Linked DNA regions of Sus scrofa: region 1 is linked to region 2. A link is a contact called in public HiChIP or PLAC-seq data. All regions are on one chromosome and are shown on one strand. The core of a region is the stretch at or near the end of the contact, and the rest is flanking DNA. Distances in the headings are between cores, read along the strand shown.

Region 1 (7,060 bases), core at 860-3,359, 600 kb before region 2:
ATATCCAGGGTGAACTGAGCTCTGTACAGGCACAGTCAGAACTTACCACTTTGTCCATGAGTTTCCAAGTTTTCTCCACTGTCCTGCGATCTGCTGCTGCTTGCTTAGGGGGTCCAACAGCATCCTGAATAGCATCAATAATACCCAAAATTCGTCCTTTTCGGGGGTTTCCTCCTCGACCACCAGGGTTTCTGCCATTCATAGAATTTGCCATCTGGAATCTTAGTTCTTGGAAAGGGAAATTAAAAAAAAAAAAAAAAGTTAGTTGGTTATGAAAATACTTTAAAAAAAACAAAAAAAACAAAAAAAAACAGCTTCATGTGTACCCATTAAATCTTCCACCATCAATGAGAACAAAATCCAGGGTCCCAGATTCAACTTTTCAGTAGTATTTGAATCTGTACTCTCAATCTTTACATACCACAAAGAGATTTAGGAGCAATGACCTTAGATTTGTTTTTGGAACACTAAGGGTTAAAGATGCACCCTTCTCACACTGCAAGTAGTGAAGGCTTGATTAATACCCAACTCATAACAAAAAACTTATAGAGATTTCTGCCAACTAGGTAAGAGCACGATGTTTTCATCCTCCCTGCCTTAATCCCAATTAAAAAGACTAGAACTCAAGCCCTTAGAAAAGATTTGGGGAGCCTCACTCCAAAACCGCACTTTCACTCTGTTAGATCTCACCAAATTATATAAACATAAAGATTATTCTACAGGAGCCTAAGGGGCACGTCTGTTGTCAACAAAGGCTTAGGACTTGGATTTTCCCCGCTAAAACCACCAGTACAGACGCATGAACATGGACACACGAACACACAGTTCTTTAAACCAACGCGGTTGAGGAGCTGCCCCAAAGTTAAGAGCCAAATAATCCAACAAACAACCCATTTTAAAAGCGAGAGAAACTGACAAGAGCGGGCACAGAAAGGAGAGAGTTCACTTCTTTCGCTCCTTGCCTCTCGTCTCATCCAAGTAGGGTGGGGGTAGGGGGTCCAAAGCTTTGTTTCGGGACATCTGTGCCTCCTTGCTGCTCAGGCCCCTCCCCTGCCACTCTCGGACCACAGCTGGGGGAGGAAGGTGGACAGAGAAAGGACAAAGTATCCCCTCGCCTCTCCAGCGCCCGCAGCCCAGTGGCGTCTCCGACGCTCCGCGTTTGGCTCCCAGGTAGACGCGCCCCGGGGGCTGTCTGCAATTCCAGCCGCCCGCCTCCCTTAACTCGCTCTTCCTCCTCCCCTGCCCCTGCTCGGGTCCAGGCTTTAAATACCCCTCTTCAAACTGTGACGGCGGCGGCGACAGCAGCTGGAAGCCGGGGCTGTCCCTTCTTCCTCCGTGGCCCGCGCCTGGCTGCCCCCGGGTCCCCGGGCGGAAAGCAGCGTCGAGCCTCCCTAGCGCCCCTTTCCCTCCTGGCGTCTCGGCGCTGTAGCTGCCCAGAGACACGCGTGTGCGCGGGTCCGATTCTACACGCCCTGAGAACAGGGCGCCTGGGTAGCCCAGGCAAGGAGTGTGTAATCGCCGTAAAAGCCCACTCCGGAGGAAGGAGCGACTCAGAGCAAAAGCCACCGAGACGGAGAAACGCAACAATTACCGTCAAGACCAATCCACGCCCGCTCTCCCCTCCCGCCCGACTCGGGGAGGCCGCGGGACGCCGCAGCAGCCCTGGCTGGAGGAGGAGACCACTCGCTGGACACCCCACCCCTGTAGGATACACACAGCAAGAGCCAGGGGTGGGGCGGGGCCAGGGTGGGGCCTCGCGGGGTTGGGCCAATCACGCGCATTCGTGCCCTGCCGGACAGCGGGCGGCGCCAATGGGCGGGAGGCACCCGTCCTCCTCGCACTACCACCCGGTCCACGTCTTCCACAGTACACAATGGCCCCAGAGGAATGGCCCCGTTCGCCGCACTTCCCAAACAGAAAGGGATTCAGTGGGAAATGGGGGGATCGGACTCACCCGAGAGCGAAAGTAGAAAAGGGAAAGGAAATGGAAGAAAGGAATCAAGGCACTAGGGAACTGACCAATAACGAGTGGGCGGGTGGGCGTGAGCCTTGGGAACCCGAGCCAAAGCCGACTCCAGCTAAAAGGCGGGACTTCCTGCTTCGCTCACCTTCCTAGTCTTTTGTTTCATAGCAACAGAGTAGTGGCTGAGAGGGTGTTGCTTCTTTACTCTGGGCGTGTCCAAGGCTGAAGAATTCATCTCCCTAGGGCTGCCAAACTCTTCTACCCAGGACAGCAACCAAATAGGCCTAAGGCATTGCTTCTTGTTGGCTATCAAAAAAGAGAAACAGTCAGCTTTCTAAGATGAGGTATAAACCTTTCATAAAATAGACTAGGGTTAACACCTGATTACCGACCAAAACTTCTGGCTGTTTCCCTTTTACTGTTAGTTCTGGAGGAATTGCTGATCAAATATCAGGATGATGAAAAAGTAAATAGTTGACAACGTTGGCTAAATTGTCTCAACTAATCATGCCAGGGCAGTAAAAGCACCAGACCATAAGAATTTCTAACATATATATTGCACATTTTTATTTAGTACGAGTTGCTGTATAAATGACTGAAGAGGAAATAGCTTTTGTATTTTGTCTGAGTCACCTTTACTCTGTGTTTGCCATTCTCTCCCAGCATTTGAAATCTCTCTGTGGCTCCATACCAATGTCTTTAGAAGTCCCACATCTGGCTTGTCCTAGGAGGAAAAATCTACTGTGTTGGGACCGTTTTTCAACAAGATCATAAATTAAACGAATGCCTTATATTTCTATTTCACTTCAGTTCTACCACAAGTACTACTAACAATTGCTTTGAATTGTCATGCTTTGGAATTTTCTTTACACTACAGTTGGTAGTGTTGAATACACTTTACACCTTTGGCTTCTCAGATGTGATAATTTATGTCTTTTAATATATACATATTTTTATTCTTCCTCTAACCAGTTAACCTGATAAAATGTTTCTCAAGGGTTCTAACCACTGTCTAGCTAAATAACCATTTTAGTAATGGGATAGTTACTGTCAAGGATCCTGAGTTGTTAAAAACATTCTTTACAGCCCTAAATTCAGATGGTTATGATTTTCACTTGATGAAAACAGACAAAATGTGCTCTTTGCAACTAGTCAGATGATAAAATGTGGTTCTGGAAGTAATTTTCTTTTTTGCCATTATTTCTATGCCAGTAATTAAAGAGTAGTTCCTTGTTTTCACGTTGTGTTTATCTACAAAATACTGGTCTTTCCATATCTTGTCCAACCATGCATATCTTCTTTACTTATGTAACAGTAGCTAAATTTACTAAAGGGAGACTGGCAAAAGGAAATATTTATTTGGTCACCTTTTGTTTGTTGTTGTTCTTGTTATTCTTTTGTTTGTGTAGGGCCGCACCCTTGGCATATGGAGGTTGCCAGGCTAGGGGTTAAATTGGAGCAGTAGCCACTGGCCTACTGCACAGCCACAGCAACGCTGGTTCAGAGCCATGTCTGCAACCTACACCAATGCAATGCCGGATGCTTAACCCACTGAGCAAAGCCTGCAAATCTGTGTCCTCATAAATACTAGTCAGATTCATTTCTGCTGAGCCATGACGGGAACTCCTGGTCACCTTTTAAATAAATCCAAAAAGAATAAATGTGTAGGAGGTTTTTCAGCACGTAGGAAAAGAGTGCTTTAAAGGAACATTATAACTAAGTGCATTACTCATATTCATATCCAGATAAAAGTAGAATAAGCAAAATACATGTTATAGCATGTGACATTCCTTTGATGTTAGTTTTGCAACTGAGATGACTTGATGAGAAAATGACACTGGCTGTGATATCAAGCATATATTGATACAAATTATAAGTTTTATGATATAAGATATATATGTATATACACACATTATATATATATAAATATATATATATATATATAATGTCAAGAAACCATATCTTCATTCTCTACTAGCTTTGTATCAAAGCCATCTTGAGTCCAAGTTGAGTTCTGGTGTAGTAGGTTTGTATCCACATGCTCCCTGGGAGATAACCATCGGAACCCAAAATAGGAATCAGAATTTGCCTGAACACCAGATCAGAGCAGTGTCTGCCACCTACACCACAGCTCATGGCAACACTGGATCATTAACCCACTGAGAGAGGCCAGGGATCAAACCTGTATCCTCACGGATGCTAGTTGGGTTTGTTACCACTGAACAACTATGGGAACTCCAGGGAAAAAAAATTTTTTAAAAAGAAGACAAATATTTGGGAAAATATTTAGATTTCTTTTCCATTCAGTTCAATTTTTCCTCTTTTCTTTTTTCTACTTTCACCAAATTCCCAGGTGACACAAGTGATAGGTTGATTAAATAACAAAGACTTTCCATAACTTATTTGATTTATAATAGCTATTCAAAAATATTTGGTGAATGAATGGATTGACTAGGTATTGAAGAGGAAGTATAAGGTTGTCCCTGTTTCAGTGCAATGGAGAGTCCGCTTTATTCACAATTTCAAACAAGATGCTATTTTTCCTACAAGATAAATTTACAGTGCCCCTCTAACTCAAAATCAGAATGACACAACGCAAAACAGTTATCTCCCAGGGAGCATGTGGATACAAATTTACGCATTAGAAATAAATAAGAGGGTTATTACCTAGTCATATTTGGGTTTAACAAGTCATCCCTTGTTAAAGTAATAGATTTCCATCTTTATTTAACAACACATACCAATTGCTGGCAGTGAGGGATGCTGATCTATGGGTTTATCAGATGTAACCAGAGTCTGAGTACTGGTTTGGCCCTCTTGGAATCCTTGCTTAACAAAAAAACAACAACAACAAATAACAATGACTTAAGATAGAATCTTAATTCCCTCAGGTGTAGAAAAAGTCTGAAAGTAGAAATTACAGAGAAGAATGGTGGCTCCTCAATTTTTTTCAAGGACCCAATCTTCTCTTTTTTCCTCTGTTTCGTCCTAACACCTTGTTTCTCACCCTCAGGTCACCTCATGTTCCAAGATGGCTATTGGTGCTCCAGTTATCACCACTTATTTTCAGGTTAAAACTAAGAAAGAGGAAAGGTAGAAGAGTATGATAAACTTCTGCCTGAATCAATTTCCTTTAAGCAATTTTCAGAGAAGTCCCACAAATATTTCTCTTTAATAACTCAAGGCCAGAACTCAGTCCCATGGCCAAACTTAACTGATAAAATATCTGGAAGGCAATGTGCTTTTTGTTATAGGAAGCAATATAACCAGCTAAAAATCTGAGTTTTGTTTCTAAAGAAAAAGGGATGCATATATATTTGGGAAGAAAGGCCTTGTTCAAGAATTAAACTTATGATTAATAAAACAGTTCTTGAAACAAAAACTAGAGATGGCACATGCTATGAGCTAATAAAAATGTGAAATAATAGATACCAGATAATACATATGTTTTATATATATATGAACATGTATATATGAGATATGTTTATATATGAGGTACGTGTGAAATATATTTATACATAGGAGATAGATATGTTCTGGATATATATTATACATGTGTATATATATTATATATTTTATACACATATACATATTTATTATCTTTTATACATACTTATTATTTTTATACATGTATATTAAGATATATATATCTTAGAAGAAAACAGCATCTGTCCATTTGCTATTACTGGACACAAATATCATTAAAGTTTTAAAGCTATTATTATGAATAAATATTGTAAATTATATACAGTTCTCATTATAGAATGTGAGCTCAGAAATCCTGACCAATAACAATATCGCAGGTACAGAATGGGCAAAATTAAGCAAGCAGCTTCCTTAATACATTTCCATACTAAAGTTTATATCAGATTAAATAGCTAGATATCTGGGGAAAAAATAACCTCTTCAAAAATCACTTCTTTTGTGATTTTCTTTCCCAGGCAATTGATTCCCAGGTCAATTATTTTCCAGACAATGATTTATTTGGCAGTTGTTCTTTGTAATAAAAAGGATTTATACCAAAGTCTTAAGTATAGCTACTTCAAAACTTGGAATAAACCTACTACTTTGTCTCAGTTCTATATTCCTTTGTACCCTAGTTGAATTCTTTTTATTTCACAAATACATTTGCCATGTTTCCTAACATGCAGAAAAATATGGGTAATTTTCTTTTCCCTCAAGAGTTTCTGTGAAGAATGTAAAATGTAGCAGAATTTGTCACAATAATTTATCTACAGTCCTTACATATTTTGATTTATACCACATTAGTACAACATTGGATTTTTATTTTTCAATTAAACAAAATATAAATTCAGAATTTCAAGGCTGAAGGGGGTCTGAGTACTGATCACATCACTCAGTTTGACAGATCTGAAAATTAGCAAATTTATCAGAGTGATTGGACCCCCAAAATTATAAACAAACTGAAATTCACAGGAGATAAACGTCTAGTATAAGAACTACATAATGGTGCTAGAACTACAGCTGCTAATCAGACCAGTATTAATATAGACCAGTTATGTATTCATTTTTCTTATCAAGAAGCCAAATTAATACCAGAAAGTCCCAAAATGATTGTATAAACCAGAAGCAAATTACCTGCAGGTGTACTTTTAATAATGTTAATAAAGATCTAACATATTCTAAGCCTACAGCAAGTTTTCTCTATTGATTTCACACTTTCCCAGTACTCAATGTACAATAATGATCTGTTTCTCTTTTAAATCTCTTGATTGTTTCAGGACACAACATCTATTAGGCATTCATTTTTATATTGTCAGCTATGACTCCTAACTGCTCACTCATTTATTCAACAAAACTTTTTGACTATCTAATAAATGCCAAACATTGTGCTAGACACCAGGGAATACAAAAATGACTAAGCATCAGTCACAGTATCCAAACATGAAGCAGGCATATAAAGGATCATTATAAACTCCATGGGTAAAAGCAATAATTTCTTTAGGCAGAGATCATTATGAGAAACTGAGCAAAGTCACTTAACCCAGCTTGGAAAAAGTGATTAAAAGCCAAGACTTACAAGATAACTAAGGTTAACAGTTAAACATGAATGGGTCTTTCTAGTCAGAGGAGACC
Region 2 (7,267 bases), core at 909-3,408:
TAAAGGTCATTGTCAGTAAGCAACCATTATCTTCTCAAGCTGACATCCAAGGACTTCTCAAGTCACCAAACAATGCAGTCATCCAGATGGGAAGCAGAAACCAGTTAACAAAATAAGGAAGTCTTTAGTCAATGAGCTTATTGGGATTAGGGGAAAGTATTTTATTAGTGAGTAAGAAGGTGACACCTGAGTTCCAGAGGTAGCACTGAGCTGGTCATTATTATCCTGGACAGATGCTCTTCCTAGTGTGAGTCCACATGACTTGCCCAGTGAACCGCACCGTTACATACACCACAGCATACAGGGTATATTTATTTGAATGATCACATGGCGGTTGCCTTACTCTCATCAGTGATAGAGGAAAACGAATGGGAATCAAACAGCCTTTCAGGGCTACAGTGATCCAGTGCTTCATGGGGTCACATTAAATTAGGAGGCTGTCTTAAGCTGGCCACTCTTAGGAGGTACTTCCTAGGATGTTCATGCTGAGAACATATAATGCCTTCCCTCCCACTCCTCCCTCCATGCCTGTGTAAGAATTGACATATTTGGACAAGATGAGATTCTGAAAGGAAAATAGGCTTCCTTTCCTAAATTCTCTAACTGTAAGCTTCAGGGAAATATGAAATGGGTTTTTTAAAACAACCTGGGATGGGAAGGTAATTACAGACCAAGCAGGCTGTATGTACAGTGGCCTCTGCTTGTTGTTGCTTTGATTATCCTGGTCACATCTAATTGATTTATTGTCACTGCTTTTAATTGGTAGCTTCCCTCAGTGCTTCACATCAAATATTGGTGTCTCTTTAAATTTTTTTTCAGTTGTTTTTAACCACTGCTCTCTATTTTCTCCTTATGCCTCAAAGCATCGGGAGGATGGTTCATACAGATAACTAGGGTTTCTGCTGTATTATTTTAAACTCTCTTTGTGAAGGTGTCTTATACTCTCAGTGCTCCTGTTTATTTAATCCTTTTTTGTCTCACCTCATTATGTCCAAATGAACATATTCTGTTTAATCACTGCTTGCTGCCCAGAATGTCTTTCTGACAGATACAAAACCATTTCATTATGTGATAGCAAAAATAAGAGTCAAAAGGAAAACAGTGTGATTGAACATAGGATTGGAAACAATCATCTTCTATTTTATACTTCATTTCTGGCATTCATTTTAAAAGTCATGAAGTTTGAACTCTGGACAACTGGAAAAGGACCATTAATTGGCATGTAACATAGATTGGCCACTTTTCCCCTTTCTCCTGGTAGATTCTGCAGAGAACATTTTTAATACCCCCCCCTCAAAATATAGACTTTTTGAACAGTTATTTTCCACTCCATTCCTGCCCATGGAAAGTCGAAAAGTTGCTGGCAACACACTGAATTTTTAAAAGCCCTGGAAACAAGAAAAATTGAGTAAATCACCAGTGCTCTCTAGTGTTCAGAATAAGCAACACCTTAGAAACTACAGCCTCAGCTGCAGCGCTTTGCTAATGCAGCTGCCGAAGTCTTTTTTGTTAAGAAGAAATGTGGTCTGTTTCCATTATATTTGGTAACCAAAGAGCTTCAGCTTTTCCCATAAATTCTCTGGAAACAGAAATGCTGTACTTTTCAAGTCGGGCGATATTTATTTCATAGTTATCTCTAAAAGCAAAATGAAATGCAATTATATCATTCTTGAAGGGACTGAAAATAGATTTTTTTTTAATAAAAGAAACAATTTCAGCAAGTTTTTCTTATATTTAAGAAAAGGCAATACCAAGAAATTACTTCAGACCCACTATCTATATCTGGAAGTGTGTGTGTGTTGTGTGTGTGTGTGTGTGTGAGTGTGTGTGTGTGTGTGTGTGTGTTTTAAATTGGTCTCTAAATACATGTGAATATGACCTGTTTACTATTGGGATAATTAATTCAATTTTAAAAAATCTACAGAAGATGAAGCAAGTAATCTGTCTTGTCCTACAAGGCAAATAAATAAGGCATTTTCAAGAAAGTCTGCAGGCAAAACCATCTGTTTGAAATCACTCTGATTATAGAAGTTGGTAATTCTTGGTCTCAAGGGAGACAGCTAAATGGATTCTTTTTGACGGTGATACATCTTCCCAGAGGTCCCAAGAAGACTGGAAGCATGAATGTCCCTCCTTCCTACCATGTGGCCACTGGCCCCTCTCTCTTGTACATACCCTCCAAGGCTGGAGGGGCTGAGCAGGGCAGATGAGAGACTGAACCACACCTGGAGCACTGCGGTGAGAGCAGAGGTCCTTGGGGTGCTGTGTACCATGGACAACAATAAGGATGATTAAATGTCAGGAGGAGGATGATTCATATAAACTCATATGAAAACACTGAAAGTTGTTTAGTTTGGCCAGAGAGAGGATGATAATGGTCAGCAAATATGTGACTTGCAGAGAACTTGTTTTAAATGGCATAAATAAAGGATGAAAAGGAAAATGAACTGGTAAGGGTAAAGTGACTTTCTGTAAATATTCCCCAGCCCAATATTTAGGCAATTATGAAAATGTTTCCAAGGAAAAAGGGAAGTTTAAATTCTAGGAGCTAAATTCCAAGTCAGATAAAAGCATGGATGGTCATATTCGAAGGTGTTTTGGAAATTACAGAGTATGCAACATGACTACATAGAATGGATTGACCTCTCCTAATAGCTAAATTAAACAAGTGATCCTCATTTATAATTTCCCTGGAATATCTCCCTACTATTTTTTTTCCTTTTCTATCAGCTCTTTCTCCACACGTTTTACCTATGCCTAGAATTTCTTGATTTTGTCCACTTAATTCATTATGTATACTCACTGTTTTTTTCCAAAGAAATGTTCCTTCCTGCCCTATGCCAATGGTCCCCTAGGACAATGTTTTCAATATCCTCAGAGAATAATATAGATAGCTTACAGGTTATGACCATATCCTGTTGCAATGGATGGAATGTTTGTGTCCCCCTCAAATTAATAAGTCAAAAAATTAACCCCGGTGTGATGAAATACCATCATGCTGGGTGATGTGGGTGGGGCACCAAACTGTGGGATAATTATGTCATGAGGGTGAAGCCCTCGTGAGTGAGATTAGAGGAGTCCAGACAGCTCCCTAACCACTATGTGAGGATGCAGGAAGATGCCCCTTTGTAAACCAGAAAGAGGGTTTACTAAGGTCCCAATCATGGTGGCACCCTGGCCTTGGACTGCCAGCCTCTGGAACTGTGAAAAATAAATGTTCATTGTTTAAACCACCCAATCTATTGCAATGCGTCCTGACAGTCTGAGCTAAGATGGCTCTGAACTGCTTAGGTTGAATAGTTTTGTAAAGTCAGGAGGATAACTCAACCTCCCTATGCATCAGTGTGTAAAATGGGGAAAATTATAAGACTGGGTGTGAAAATCAAATGAGTTAACATATGACCACTCAAAATAAAGTCTGCATGTAAGAATAACAGTTAAGGAGTTCCCGTTGTGGTGCAGTGGTTAACAAATATGACTAGGAACCATGAGTTTGCGGGTTTGGTCCCTGGCCTTGCTCAGTGGGTTAAGGATCCGGCGTTGCTGTGAGCTGTGGTGTAGGTCACAGACGCGGCTCGGATCCCATGTTGCTGTGGCTGTGGCGTAGGCCAGTGGCTACAGCTCCAATTTTACCCCTAGCCTGGGAACCTCCACATGCCACGGGAGTGGCCCTAAAAAATGCAAAAGGACAAAAAAAAAAAAAAAAGGAATAACAGTTAAAATATATTTAAAAAATTAACTATTTTTACTACAATAATAATACATGTTACATTGTGACTGTGTATGTGTGTAATTAAACAAAATTTTCACCATAATTACCTTATGCTGTGCAACGCATTCTATTTTATTCTATATTTCCTAGAAAAATATGATCATAACCCACTAAATAATTTATATGTCTCATTATTGTTTCTTGACCCACAGTTTGAAAAACGGGTCTTGGGATATAAGTCTTAGGCTATAAAGATTTCCAGGATGTAAGAGGAAAGTACGGTGCTCAGACATCATTCCTGGAATTTCTGACAATTTTCACAACTCTGGGATTTCTTTTTAACCTTGCAAGTTCATTCTTTAGTGCTGCCTCTTCTTGTGAACACAGGCTTTTTTTAAAAAAAACTAAAGACAGTAACAACCACTACTACAACAGCCAACAATAAAACTGTCTCCTTACTAGAGTTTCCATGTCCTGAGATAATCAAATGACAGAAGTTTCTAGTACTTGTAAAAGATTATGTTAAAGGACAAATAAACATGCAGCTCTAAGACTTCAGCAGTGCTAAGCAGAGTTAGATGACTAGGGTATTGAGTGGTTAGGGAGTGGCTTCCTTGCCTTCTTCCTTCCAAAAAAGTATGGTCACCAATGGTACATAAGACCCCCCATGACTCTGTGTGTGTGTGTGTGTGTGTGTGTGTGTGTGTATGGTGGATAAAACTAATAAAACATTTTTGTTTTAATTATATGCTTATACTTGTGTTAGTGACATAGGATTATTTATGTGGACCCTCATCAAACATTTTGAAAAATACTGTTTCAGATGATCTGACCACTCTGTGTGTGGATTCCAAGAGGGCCACTTCAGTTAGTAACTAAACTCGATCTTTGCTTTCTCATTGATTTCTCTTGCCCTTTCAAAATTTATATAAAATAAAGATTAAACAATAATATTGTAAAGCAGTGAAGGTGTGCCTGAAACCAAATGGAGAAGTAAAAAATGTAGTAATAATAATAAAGAACAAAAATTAGTCATGGTGAATGCAGCTAGTGGGTGCCCTGCAGAAACATGTGGGCCAGACGTTAGGTTTCCTGGAGTTCAGAGTTTTGCTCTTAGCGACCTGGTCCTCTAAAAAGCTTGTAGTACAGTCTGAAGCCCTGAAAAATGTTCGGCTGTCACAGACTTAGCCTTAGGTCCACAAAGCTCCAGACAGGAAGGAAGCAAGCTGAGAAAGTGACAGTTCTCATATGAAGAGGAGTTAACTACCAAACACGTTTTCCACAGTTCTCTGTATTTTCATTGACCCTTGCACTGCAGACATAAAAGATAATTTAATTCTATAGATGCTACTCTCTGCTGACTCTCTATACCTCAATGACTATCATTTTCCAAAGCATTTTTCTGCCCCTTCCTGAGAAGTGTTACATATCTCCTTTGTCCCATATTATGGACTCAGCAACAAGTGAATTTAAGGTATGAATCCATATGTCCTTAAAGGTTTGTCTGGTATACTAATTACTATTGTGTTCTTCAAATATTCTCTTGTTGGTAACTCTCACTGCTAAATTCTGATTTAAAACTGCAAAGAAAGGGGCTTTCATCTTCCAATGATATCATCTAACAATGATCCTAACAAGCAGTTTAATGTATACGACTTAATGTATAGAACATGTGCAAAATCTAAATCTAGGTATGGAATCAAGTCAAAATAATGAATTTAAGAGTTCACTCAGGTCAAATGAGTGAATTAATTGATGTTCTAGAATGCTGTGTATGGTGTGTACATTGGTCAAGGTCAATTATGACAATAACAACAATTGCCAATCTCCATGGCTTCACACAAGTTTATTTCTTGTTCACAAAGAATTTTGCATATGAGTGGGCAGGTGTCTCTGATCACCATAGTTGTTTGGGAACTTGAGCTAACATGATCTATCTCAATACACACTTCATGATGACCACAGCCAAGGAAAAAAAGCATGTCAAATTGCTTAATGAATATATATATACCTGGAAGCAACCTATATCACTTCTGCTCAAAGACAGCATCAATGGGCCAAAGCAAGTCACAGTGCCACGTCTCACTTCAGGGGCATGAGAAAGTGCAAAATTAACACTGTTCAGAAGGAAAATGGGAAGTATCTAGTAAACAACCCTGAGGGATACCATTTTCCTCATCTTCCACATTTACTCAATGACCAAAATCTGTTCACTGACTAATTTCAGCTTCTACTTTCCATTCACTTGTTGACTCAGTCTGTAGTCTCACCATTCTTCAGCCAGATTATAGAGAGGCTTTTAAGCTCCACCCAACAACTCACATCTTACATTCCTGAGAAGTGTTACATATCTCCTTTGTCCCATATTGCGGACTCAGCAACATGTGAATTTAAGATGTGAATCCAGCATCCTTTATTTCATGCCTTCAGCTTCTCCTCACATTTTCCCCTATTACCTTCACTTCCTCATCTCTCAATAGCCACTTCAAATCTTTCATCCTCTATGAAGACTCCCAGAATGCCCACACTCACCAGTCCATATGATATTTAGTAACACTGCGGTGCTTTTCTCTATTTGTATTTATAAGACCATATATCTGCTTTATTGCAATTATTAATATGTAACCACTGTATATTTACAAGAATGTAAGCTCCCTGAAGGTAAAAGAGTTCTTTCTGAAGAGCCAAGACAATGTCCTGTCATTCTCATTCCATATGCTTCTAACCACCTATTTTGTCTTTGTGTCCCTAGTAGCTTGAATACTGTCAGGACTCAGTAAAAGCCAAATTAATCTATTAATTTCTATAAGAAATATAAGTGACAGGCATTCCTGATATTTAGGCCCTATCAGAAAGAAAAACTATGTTAAAAATTAAAAATTATTAAATATAGACATAGAGATGAAGAAATGCGAAAGGTGTTTTGGAACATTACGGTTAAGCCATAGTTGTTGTTCAATATTCTCTTGCTGAGCTCACTAGAAATACATATTTTTCTGTGGTTTTTTTGGATGGTGTAGGATAGAGCCTGAGAGTTCTGTTCATTTCTAAGACTCTCCTGGAATGTGATCTTCTTGATATATGTCATTTCAACACTCCTATCACTCAATTCTCCACTTTTATAACTTGATACATTTCCCAACTTTGCAGCTTACTTATATTCTATTTAGTGAGGCTACTTGATTCTTGATGGTTCACAGGAAAGTTGGTTCTCTGTCCCACTCCCAGCTGTAGTATAGCAACTATAGGAATTTATTGTGGAGGATTTGAACCAGAATCCTTGCTTTCATTGGTCATAAGTGTATTTATTCATTAGCCCAGTAGTGGCTAATGCCTTGGGAGCTAGATTAAAGCGTTCCTAAAAGTGTGTGTGTCTACTTGCTTTCTATATTCCGTTCTTTTAATCACTTTAGCATCATTAGACTACTAGTGCAGTATGCGAGTTCTACATGCTGTAGTATAAGGAGTTTCAATATTAAGCTAAAGCCAGAAAGAAAAACATGATAGTTCATTCATACGTCAAAGTAATTATAGTTACTTTGCTCATTCCAAATT

Evidence for each region. HiChIP or PLAC-seq counts read pairs in DNA pulled down with a chosen protein or histone mark.
Region 1: a contact with region 2 is called in an H3K27ac HiChIP or PLAC-seq map of skeletal muscle, with 9 times the contacts expected there. The contact joins the promoter of CBLB here to the enhancer-like site in region 2. A contact is called at or near these places in 3 of 5 promoter capture datasets (fetal liver, fetal skeletal muscle and liver), 5 of 47 Hi-C or Micro-C datasets (adipocytes, embryonic fibroblasts, epiblast stem cells and 1 more) and 2 of 2 datasets of contacts at active chromatin or transcription factors (alveolar macrophages and skeletal muscle).

The regions. Positions count from the first base shown.
Region 1 is chr13:153,475,574-153,482,633 of Sscrofa11.1, reverse strand. It overlaps CBLB (E3 ubiquitin-protein ligase CBL-B), which reads right to left and starts at 2,109. Exons shown (of 19, transcript XM_021070494.1): 1 at 2,020-2,109; 2 at 47-228. The coding sequence starts at 214.
Region 2 is chr13:152,876,817-152,884,083 of Sscrofa11.1, reverse strand. No RefSeq gene overlaps it. Among named protein-coding and RNA genes, the nearest start is that of CBLB, 600 kb to the left of the region's middle. Within about 2 kb of position 2,158, at least 9 of the 83 cell types and tissues checked have an H3K27ac peak or open chromatin away from gene starts, as enhancers often do.